Regions from separate parts of the Mus musculus genome. Here all the other regions are linked to region 1. Evidence: chromatin contacts called from public Hi-C, HiChIP or PLAC-seq and promoter capture Hi-C data. All regions are on one chromosome and are shown on one strand. The core of a region is the stretch at or near the end of the contact, and the rest is flanking DNA. Distances in the headings are between cores, read along the strand shown. Region 1 holds the start of 1300017J02Rik (RIKEN cDNA 1300017J02 gene). Region 2 holds the start of Ryk (receptor-like tyrosine kinase). Region 3 has its middle 77 kb from the start of Gm31434. Region 4 overlaps Gm31434 (a long non-coding RNA gene).

Region 1 (2,577 bases), core at 22-2,521:
ATGACCTGTAGCTGGAGTCCAGGGGTGTCAGGTCCCCCTGTCGCTGGAGTTACAGGTAGTTAGTTGTGAGCCGTCCAACATGGGTGCCAGAATTGAACTCTGGTCCTCTGGAAGAGCAGCACTTGCTCTTAACCGCTGAGCCATCTCTCCAGCCCTACATGCTTGGTTTTCGAGACAAGGTCTCTAGCCTAGGGAAGTCTCCAATAGGGCACGTAGTTGAAACCTCGAACTCCTAATCCCACTGTCCCCACTTCCCAAATGCTGGGGTTTCAGGCCTGTACTTCCATACCAGGCCCTGCTTTTTTTTATTTAGTTTTAGATCCTAGTAATGTATATAAAATGAAATGAAATTTCTGTTCCTAGCGGCACTGTCTGTAAGGATGGAATCGGTACTACAATTGTCAATCAGGGTGAGAGATGAAATATTCTTCATTCACATGATATGAAACAATAGGCCACACTGATAGCTGGTGGGCAACCACACACCTCTGCATAGATAAATCATACCAATTTAAACTTGGGTGAGAGAAGCCAGGCTCTGCGCTGTAAGTTTTCATCTCTGTGGAGTCCTGAAGTTAGCAGACTTCCGTTTCTGTTCCATGTAGGGGCCACCTATGTGGGAGAAGCTCTGCAGGGATTCGGCCTCCTGGATGTGGACTGGCTCTACCGGAGTCCTCTTAGTGATAATTATTACACTGTGCTAGCAGGGTTTGTTGTACACCTACTACTATATTTTAATTAGAAGTTCTTCGAGTTTTATTTAAAATTACCAGACTTTTTCTAGGCAGAGGTCGCACAGCCTTTCGGACAGGGCTGCAGCCGGGTGAGCGAGAAACTCTGCATGTCAGATCTGTGCCTGAGCCAGGCCTTACACAGCTGGGACAAGCAACACTGGTGCGTGTGGTGTGGAGTGGGGGTGGGGGTGGGGGTGGGGAGATAGAGGAGAAACTATGGGCTGTGTCACAGAAGAGATAGCTCCACTGGGGTCGCAGGACAGCGGGAGGACCTCAGCTTAGTCAACTTAGAGTCCTTAGTGAGAAGTGAGAATTTCCAAAAGAAAATTGTGTTAAGGTCTTATGCATGTGCGCGCCGGCTTTCCCGGAGAAGCACCGTTTCCACCCAGGGACCGAACCGGGGACAGAGAGAGAAAAAATAGTGTCCCTAGCCGCCTGAGTATCTGCTTGGCCAGATAAGGAAGGCATGGAGGGTGTGGCAGTGGCGACCAGCCCGGACTGGGGCTGAAGAACCTTTCCCAGTAGGCAGATTCATCAGTCAACACTGCCTTCTGGGTAAAGTGCACCTAGGCTGGGGGAGAGCAAGCAGAACGCAGTTCCACAGTTGAAAATGAGGCTGCTCATCTGCGCCCTTCTATGCTTGGGGACCCTAGGTGAGTGTGCTGAGAGCCAGGCAGGGGGCCGGCCCTCTGGGGAGGGGACCAGGTGTCATTTGCTGACCATACACTTCAGGGATCAAATGTGGTTGGATAGACTATGAGCCTAGAGAAGAGTAATCACTTTGGACTGGAATTCACCTGCCACGCAGTCCCCCGGCTGTCCTTTGCCCTCACTGAGGCGGTCATAGTGGATTGTCGCTGACTCTTTTGCTTGCTTTTGGGACCCTTTTCCTGCCACATCCTCCTTAATACCAGGGAGGTGCCTAGTCTTTTTGTAACTTGTTATGTCGCGTTTGGTTGATATCCCTGGGAGGCCTGCCCTTTTCTGAAGGAAAATGGAGACGTAGTTGGTGACAGGGGATGTGAAGAGGGACTCAGAGGAAGGAGGGGAAATTGCAGCAATATATGAGAGATAGGAGAGGAAAATAAAAAAAACAAAACAAAACAAATAAACAAACAAAAAAACCCCACAACTTGTTTCACTGCTTTGGTAGGTAAAGGGGCTGATGTTGTGATTGACGACATATGACCTCCAGGACCAAATGGTAGAAGAGGAAATCCACTCTTGAAATCTGTCCTCTGTAGTAATAATAAGTATAGCACATAAAATAAAAATTTAAAAAAACCAAAAAAAAAAAAAAAAAAGAAAAGAAATCTGTCCTCTGACCCCCATGTGGCTTCCACACAATGTTAACTTTTTTTTAAAAAAAGTTATGTTTACCCAACAAACACACAGTTGCTGGAGAAATGAGCTAACACAGCCAGAGGCAGGCAGAGTTCTACGCTCACAAATACAAGAAGCCCTTTCGTGGGTAGGGAGAACAGGCTCCAGGGAAGAACTCATGCACTGTGAAGAGCTCTTCCTGTCTCAACCACGGTTGGATCCTCCTCCCTTTAGCTTTGTCTGATCTGAGACCGTGGTAAATAATACCTAGGGTGGCCAGAGCCCGGCAATGGTGCACAGTATATGTCTGCCTCTTCTGCCCAGCAGTGCCATCTGTAGCCACCCAGAGGGTCATTCGCTCTCAGAATGCAGCTGCCTGATCTCTTTCAGAATTCCCCTGAACTGAGCCAGTGTTCTGCTAAATAGCGTTCCGCCACCATTGCCAGCAATGTCAGACACAGACCAGAAGTTCATTTTCCCAACAGGCTTCATGTTTACATGTCAGAGACTAAAGGCCCCT
Region 2 (2,577 bases), core at 38-2,537, 450 kb after region 1:
TGCTAAAAGCAGTTTTCATTCCGAGGCTAAACTCTCTCAACAGACCCTAAGAAACTCTTCTAACAGGCAGAAGGCTCTCTGTGAGCTTGAGGCCAACCTGGTCTACATAGTGGATTCCAAAACAGCCCAGGCTACATAAAGTCCCTGTCTGGAAAGGAAAAACAAAACAAAACAAACAAACAAACAAACAAACAAAAAAACCTCCTCTAATACACACATACGCATACACACGCGCGCGCACACCACACACACACACACACACACTTGGGGGAGGCATACTCGCTCACTAAAAAAGTGACACTTAATGGATATTTAGGGGGAGACCTTTCCAGTTCCAACACTTCACTCTAAAACACCCCGATAAAAAGTGAAGGGACTGCCTTAATGCACAAAAGACGGCAAAAGCTGGGTATCCCTAACTATCAGAGACTTCCTTTTGATGGCTGGCCAGGCCTTCCTTCAAGGGCTGATTTTCAGAATGCACAGAGTTCCAAGCGGAGGGCAGAGTCGGACTCCCCAAACAACGGGCTAAACAGGTAAACGGAACCACCGCCGACGGACCCCAAAGCCAAGTTCTCCTCTCGCTTCAGGGTCTGCAGAGTAGGCAAGTGGCCTGGAACGGCAGCATCAGGTCACACTCAAGGAACCCAAGGCAAACCCCGATGCTTGGGATCCGGTCGGCCCGAAGGTGTGCAGGATGCCACACAACTCAGGGCGCCCGGCTCACCTTGCCCCCCACTCGCTAACCAGAAAGCAAGCGCACGGCGGCGGCGTGGCCTGTGGGCCACCCACAGCAGGCTAAGGAGCGGCCACCCGTGTCCCGAGCGCCGACTCCGAGGCTCCGGAGCTCCGCGGCCTAGAGTGACACGCGCAGGGAGGCTGCAGAGAGGGAGAGAGAGAGAGAGAGCGCGGGCGGCGCAGCGGCAGCACCGCGGGCTCACGAGGCCCCGGGAGCCGCGCCACTCACCAAGCAGCCGGCGCACCTCGTCCTCGCTCAGGTAGAGGCTCACGCTGGGTCCCGCAGGAGCGGCGGCCAGGGCCGGGGACCGCGGGGCGGCGGCGGGCAGCATCGCCAGCAGCAGCAGCAGCAGCGGCGGCGGCGGGGCCCTCAGGCCGCCGCTCCCCGGGACGCCGCCCCGGCCCGCGCGCATGGCCGCCGCCGAGCAGGAGCGTCCGCCGCCCGCCGCGCCGCCGCGCACCCCGGCCCCGAGCGCCTCACAGCCCCGAGCCGGGGGCGGCCGGCCAGCTCATCGCGCCGCCGCTTCAGACCCGCCGCCCGGGAACGGGAGGGGGTGGGGGGGCGAGCTGCGGGCGGAGACGCGCGCGTGCGCGTGCCCGCCGTGCGCGAGGGCGCGCACGCATGTGCCGCCCGACCGAGAGCGCCTGGTTCTGGGGCGCGCGTGCACGGGAGAGCGTCTCAGACCTGAGGTCGGGGTGGGGGCCGCGCGTAGGGGTTGGTATAAATAACATTACGTTGTTTGCCAGGCTGAAACGCGCGAGGAATAAAGGAAATGAGTTAAAGAGACACAAACTAATCAAAAACAATAATGAAGTGCCCTGGCCAGGCGAAGGGCTCTAGGCTAATATAGCCAGTCCCCAGCCCAAGTCGTTGAGGCCTAGAGTCGGTTGGTCTCTTTATTCTTCCCCAGGTGCGCCCTGAGTCTTGGATGCTGTCTCAAAAGAAAAGAATGCTGTTTTATTTAGTGAGAAGGGACGGGTACGTAGAAATCTTCCCTTATCCCACCATCAGAGGTCAGCCTCTAGTTAGCATGTCTGTTCCCTAAAATTCACATGCCACACACTTTCCAGAAAGCAAAAACAAAAACAAAAAAAACTCATAAAACCTTAGTAAACTTTTTATTTTGTATTTTGGTTTACAGTTTGTTTGTTTGTTTGTTTGTTTTGAGACAGGGTCTCACTATGTAGCCCTGGCCCGCATGGAACTTGCTATGTAGACCAAGCTGGCCTTGAACTCACAGAGATCTGCCTGCCTCTGCTTCCCAAGTGCCAGGATTAAAGGCCTGTGCCACCCATGCCCAGCAAGCTTATTTTTACATGTGACGAACTTTTATTATCCTAGTTCTCCTTTACTGTAAATCAACCTGTATCTGGGCTTTTAACCTGTGGTCCATGCCAGCCCCCCCCTCCAAAACATGGAATGTATGTGAGTGTGTGCTTATGGCTGTACATGGCTGTCTGTGTGCATGGGTGCTTTCACATACTGGAGAGTGGTTTTTACATTTCATCCCTTGCTCTAGGAAGCCCTTGTCTCCCTAAACCGGTTAAGGATCTCTGATACATCCCAGAGACTCTGATGAAGAATTTGGGGAAGCCCCAGTCAAGCTTACTCCACAAGCCATCACTCAGGCTGGCTCCCAAGCATCCCTTCTCACTTCCTCCAGAACAGGGTCATCCCATCCCTGTGACCCGTTCACTGACCTTATGCCTCCCTCCTTGCCTGTGGAGAGCAGCTGCTTTCTGCCCGGCCTAGCTTCAAGCTCCCAGTTGCCCATCCACACGCAGGCCCTGAGAGATATTACCTGTATCCCCTGCCAGGGCAGGGAGAGAGACCGAAGA
Region 3 (2,577 bases), core at 35-2,534, 360 kb after region 1:
GCACTCCCACACATGCAAACTTACATATGGTAGTAAGATAGTAACTGTGTTGGCAAAAGGATGGGCATATGGATCAACACAAGAGTCAAAATGGGATCCACTCGGTTTTTCAGTCAAGAGAATCAAGAAAGGAAAATAGAATTATTTTAAACAAATAATGCGTTGGAAATAATGAGATATGCACAGGACCTAGAGTTTTCACTTTAGGTCTTAAGTAAAAATTAGTTTAAGTAGATTATGGTGTAAGTGTTAAGATCTGTAAAATACTTAGAATTGAACTTAAACTGTAAAATTCTTAGACGGGAGCACTGGAGTAAGCTTAGCAATCCTGACATAGCAATTGGAGTAAGTCAGGAAACATTGTCTTACACACATCACATAAATATAAGTAAATAAAGTAGATCAATAATTCGGTGAATTAAAAATTAAAAGACTTTGTCTTCAAAGAACATTATCAAATAAATAAAAAGGCAACCACAAATTGAGAAAAACATTTGCAAATTATCTGCCTGACAGAAGTTTCATATTGTGAGATATAGAAAAGAAGTCAGCTGGGTGTGGTAATATATGCTTTTAATCCTGGCTCTTGAGAATCAGAGGGAGGTGGGTCTCTGTGAGTTTGAGGTCAGCTTGCTCTACATCGACAGTTCAGGGCAGCCAAGACTACATAGAGAGACCCTGTCTCAACAAAACAAAACAAAACAAAACAATCTCAAACTCAGAAATAAATAAAGTAATTGTGGTAGCTGGTGTTAGTTGTCAACCTGACAATCCAGAGGCACCTGGGAGATGGACCTCCAGACACGCCAGTGGGCCCTTGGTTGCCATGATCACATCAAGTGATAGGGGAGCCCTTCCTACTGTGGGCCAGATTCTCACCACAGAGATTTTATTATTTGGAGGGACAAGGCAGTGGGGGTGGGGTGGGGGCGGCCTCTGGATTGGACAGAGACAAGGATGACTGACTGGCACGTGGCCAGTTTTAAGGGCTCACGTGTAAGAAAGGCAAAAAAAAAAAGGGGGCTGTGCTCCATGCCCCGCCCCCCAGAGAGTTGGGCTTCTCAGATTGGCTAGGAGGAGAACGAAGCAGATGAGGTAGCGGCGGCTTTCTGTCCTGTAGCAGGGTGTTTTTCGTCACGCAGCTGGGTGGGCTTGAGAGGACCAACAGTTGGTAGAAGTGATAGTGGCTAGTGATGGTAGAATACTATTATCTTATTAGAGATAACAAGCTGGAAGATCACAAGGTTGATGACGTCAATGCTAGGAGACAATGAGGCAAATAGCCAGAAGCAATAGCCTGCCTCACTGGGGCCCAGGAATGTTGATTAGGTTTACCGGAGTCTCCAGGATCAACAAGAAGTTGCCTGAAGGAATACCAGCCTGTGGGGAAGCCCCAATCTGTTCCCTAATCTCAAACTGGCTTCCTGTCAGGCCCTGTAGCAGTTTGGTTGGTAACGGTGGTGATAGCAGTGGAGGGAAAGAATGTGGCCGGGACCATGGAAGCCACAAAGGCTCGGCCAAAGAAGCTCAGCGTCCTATAACACTTTGCTAGAGCCAGGGAACTAAGCCCAGGATTCCAAACAGGTAAGCAAGGTTGCACTGGCAAGTTAATGAGGCTGCCAAGGTCTTAGGAGCACAAAAGTGGAATTTCAGGCACAAGACAACCCGCACCAGCAACAGTGGATGTGGGAAGAGGTCCCCCAGAGCTCGCCCTCTCTCCTTCTGTGAATATCCCCAACTCGGGCATCCTGAGACAGCTCCTTCTGGCTGTGTTGGTTTGCTCGAGCTGTTGATGATATCAACAGCACCTGTTTCCTTAAGGGGCCTCTCCCCACATAGTCCACAGCATTCCAATCTATGGTGCCCCGCAGCCAAGAACCCAGCTATCTCAGCCAAGAGGATTATAGGAAGATCTGGGGAGGTAAGAAGACACTTTACGCTGGGTCCTTAGGTACTTGTCACAGGACAAAATCAGCACATCAGGCTGTGGTCCCACAACATCCAGGTCACAGACTTCATAGCCCCCAGGGCCTTAGAGAAAGACAGTCTGAGACTGACGCCTGTGGGGAGTGTCCACAGAAGGGAGGGCGAGTGCTGAGAACTGTCTTTCCAGGCCAGTGTTCTGGGTAATCTTCCCATTGGAGCACACAGCTCCTCTGAACTGAGCTCAGCCCTCCCGGGCCCCGCAGAGCCAGGCTATCTTAAGCACAGGTTGCAGCCGAACGAAACAGAAACAACAGCACTGCTTCGTTCTAGGGCTAAGGTGTGGCAGATGTGGCAACTTTCTTCTCACTGTCGCCGAAGGCCTTGTCTCAAGAGGCTGCGCTGCAAAGGGCTGGGGTTCCCGATGGGAATGTTGCCATGTCCTTCAAGGTCAGGCCACACTGCCTCAGGAAGTCCCGCTGGCCTGCCCACCTGAGTACCTGCTCTGTCTCTTAGGTCGAGACACAGCCAGTTCTGTCTTCTGGGTTGTAACAAAGCCAGTCATCATGTGTGCATGTTGCTCTATCCAATCCTCCCTTCTCTCAGCTCCCTGAGCTGGGCTGCCTGTATACCAGGGATCTGCCCAGTTATGCC
Region 4 (2,577 bases), core at 47-2,546, 290 kb after region 1:
GTGAGCTTCAGTTTCAGCATGAGAGCCTATCTCAGAAACTAAAGTGGAGAGTGATTGAAGGAGACACCCAGCATTGGGCTCTGGCCTTCACACATCCATGTGCACACGAATACACATGTACACCTACCACACGTGAGCTATGACAGGCAATGTAAGGCTAGGAGAAACAGTAAAGTATGGTATAAAGATTATAATTGCATCTAGTGGACTTTTGCTCTTGTATAATTTCATTTTTCTTTATCTTTTGAATCTTAGCAGCATTGTTGTATAATGAAGCAAACATAATGGGCTTTGATAAAAAGAATGGGGAGAGGAGGAGGAAGGAGAGGAGGAGATGGGTGAGGAGGAAGAGGAGGGGGAGGAGGAAGAAGCAGTCTCCCGAACACGCATCAGCTTCTCTACCCAGTTTTGGAATGGAAAGCATCACCAGGGTCCCCACCTCAGGTGGGGTCAAGGGGACACTCTAGGTCCTGTCCTGCCTTTCTCTCTCCTTTGTGGTTCTGGAGCAGTCACAGCTCCTCTCTGTTGCTTCCATACACCCAGGTAGCCTCCAAGCTGATGCTCTAGCTCCTGTGACTGTCAAGCCTCACATTTATCCTCTGCATCCTAGGGGAGCCCACCCCTTAGACGGTGAGTTAGAGTCTGCTACTCCTGTTAGCTCCCGGTGAGCACGGGTCATGTTACCTAATCCTGCCTTCATAGCTACTGTGCTGTATATTGCCTTTAAAACCAAGCTGGCGAGAAGCCGTGGGCCTCGTGTCCTTCATGTAGGAGTGAAGACTGAGGCTGGAAGAGGCTGACTATGGGATCTGCTTCACTGGACTGATTGGAGGCAGGGTTGGAACTCAAGCTGCAATCTGGCCTATTCCAAAGTCCAAGCCGCTGTCCACACTGACATTGCCTCCCTTCTAGAACATTCCTGGGTGACATGTTTATTTGTTCCTTGCACAAATATTTGCTGAGCACCAGTTATGTACATATCATGACTCTTGTTTGCACAGGAGGAACTCTGAGATACCAGCCCATCCTTGCAGCTCAGAACAGACAAAGAGAAACGCACGTACCCTGCTGAGGACATGGGACCATCATCTCATAGGCGGTATGCAGGATACACCACAGTTTCTACTTATAGCCTAAAAAGGGCTATAGTGTCATAATAGTCTATTTCTACTTCTCATAAACTTTACAACAACACAATATATTGTCATGTTAACTGTGCATGAAACATGTCTGATACATCTCAGATCCTTTCTCATTTCATATCCCACGAGCTCAGCTGCCACCTGTTGCTCAATGACTCGCAGAGAACTGCCAGACTTTCTACCCTGTGACAGTTGATATTGCTTGCTGACTTCACAGAATGTGGAATTTCCCAGGAGGCAAAGCTTCAGGCCCTCATGGGAGGAGTCACCTGGACTACCTCAGCTTCCTGTGAGGAATCGTATGAGGATGGATTCATTGAGATGGTACCTAGGAAGGTACCAGTCTCTGGGCTGCTGTCGTGGACTGCGTACACAGTCAAAGCAGGCTAAGCATCACCAGTCACTGCTGCTTCCTGACCGTGGATGCAATGCATCCGCTGCCTCGTGCTCCCTGCCATGGTAACTCCCCTATCACCACACACCATAAACCTGAAATATGAGTGAACCAAACAAATAACCAGCCAACCAACCAACCAAACCTCAAAGTCCTTTCCTCCTTAGGCTGCTTTTCAGCAGCACCATCCTGGCTCAATGACGTCTACTCAAGATTACTTAAGGTTAATAGTGCCTCAGGACTTTAGCACAGCTCCTGCCTCGCCCCCTTTACCCCATCTCTTTAGGAAGACATTCCATTCTACAATCTCACCAGCAGGGAGGGAGAGACAACACTCACATAACTTTAAGCTGCTTCCGTCGGGCATTTTGTCACAGAAATAGAAATAATAATGAACTGACCAGGGATCTCTTGACCGAGGCTAGTCCTGTGACTTTCATTACAACCTGTTGTAACAACGGCTCCATTCTACTGTCACCGTGGTGAGTCACCTGTGCCTGATTTAGGAATTAAACTTCATCGTGGCTATGTAAGTATATGTATAGTACATTTGTAGAGCTAGAAACTGTCTGCCATTTCAAGGATCAGTCTATAAGGGGTCCTGGAGGTAACCCCTGCAGATAAAGGGGCTTCTGGGCCAGTGATGATGCTGGAACTGAATAGGTGGCAAGTGTACAAGTGACATTCCCAGACAGTGACATTCCTCAGGAGCATTGCAGATGTAGAGAAGGTGGCCCATTCTGACCCCGCCCCCACCTTTGGACTCCATGCTGCCTCTAATTCCACCCCCTTTTCTGGCTTCTTCAAACTCAGTCCCTGGAAGTCCTACCGAGGATAAGCGCAAGTCCACGCTTCGCTGCTCCATGTGAACATAGAGCATGGGCTTCTCCATGAGCCTTGGTGCTTCTTCCTCGGTAAGGAAGCATCGCTCCAAGGCAGGAGGCATCACACTCTTGATGATGAAAGAGAGGAGACACCTGTCCACCCCACCCTAGCCCAAACGCTTCTCTCTTTTTAAGTGTCAGATGACCTAAAATCAAT

Evidence for each region. Promoter capture Hi-C pulls out the DNA fragments that hold promoters and counts their contacts. Hi-C and Micro-C count contacts between places; a contact is called where the count stands out from the background. HiChIP or PLAC-seq counts read pairs in DNA pulled down with a chosen protein or histone mark.
Region 2: a contact with region 1 is called in a promoter capture Hi-C map of liver, with 2.4 times the contacts expected there. The contact joins the promoter of Ryk here to the promoter of 1300017J02Rik in region 1. A contact is called at or near these places in 3 of 39 promoter capture datasets (the 3T3-L1 cell line and liver).
Region 3: a contact with region 1 is called in an H3K27ac HiChIP or PLAC-seq map of embryonic stem cells, with 5 read pairs. The contact joins the enhancer-like site here to the promoter of 1300017J02Rik in region 1. A contact is called at or near these places in 9 of 39 promoter capture datasets (the 3T3-L1 cell line, 3T3-L1-derived adipocytes, the C10 cell line and 6 more), 1 of 484 Hi-C or Micro-C datasets (LSK cells), 1 of 115 datasets of contacts at active chromatin or transcription factors (embryonic stem cells) and 1 of 9 other capture datasets (embryonic stem cells).
Region 4: a Hi-C map of liver shows a contact between it and region 1, with 1.8 times the contacts expected there. The contact joins the enhancer-like site here to the promoter of 1300017J02Rik in region 1. A contact is called at or near these places in 4 of 39 promoter capture datasets (the C10 cell line, embryonic stem cells, hippocampal neurons and 1 more), 1 of 484 Hi-C or Micro-C datasets (liver) and 2 of 115 datasets of contacts at active chromatin or transcription factors (both in embryonic stem cells).

The regions. Positions count from the first base shown.
Region 1 is chr9:103,286,991-103,289,567 of GRCm38.p6, reverse strand. It overlaps 1300017J02Rik (RIKEN cDNA 1300017J02 gene), which reads left to right and starts at 1,271. Exons shown (of 17, transcript NM_027918.2): 1 at 1,271-1,387. The coding sequence starts at 1,345.
Region 2 is chr9:102,833,630-102,836,206 of GRCm38.p6, reverse strand. It overlaps Ryk (receptor-like tyrosine kinase), which reads right to left and starts at 1,287. Exons shown (of 15, transcript NM_013649.3): 1 at 968-1,287. The coding sequence starts at 1,151.
Region 3 is chr9:102,923,643-102,926,219 of GRCm38.p6, reverse strand. No RefSeq gene overlaps it. Among named protein-coding and RNA genes, the nearest start is that of Gm31434, 77 kb to the left of the region's middle. Within about 2 kb of position 1,284, at least 51 of the 459 cell types and tissues checked have an H3K27ac peak or open chromatin away from gene starts, as enhancers often do. A contact at or near this core is called in embryonic stem cells, where this site is marked.
Region 4 is chr9:102,994,755-102,997,331 of GRCm38.p6, reverse strand. Gm31434 (a long non-coding RNA gene) reads left to right here. Exons shown (of 3, transcript XR_871114.2): 2 at 544-2,065. Among named protein-coding and RNA genes, the nearest start is that of Gm31434, 6.2 kb to the left of the region's middle. Within about 2 kb of position 1,296, at least 30 of the 459 cell types and tissues checked have an H3K27ac peak or open chromatin away from gene starts, as enhancers often do. A contact at or near this core is called in liver, where this site is marked.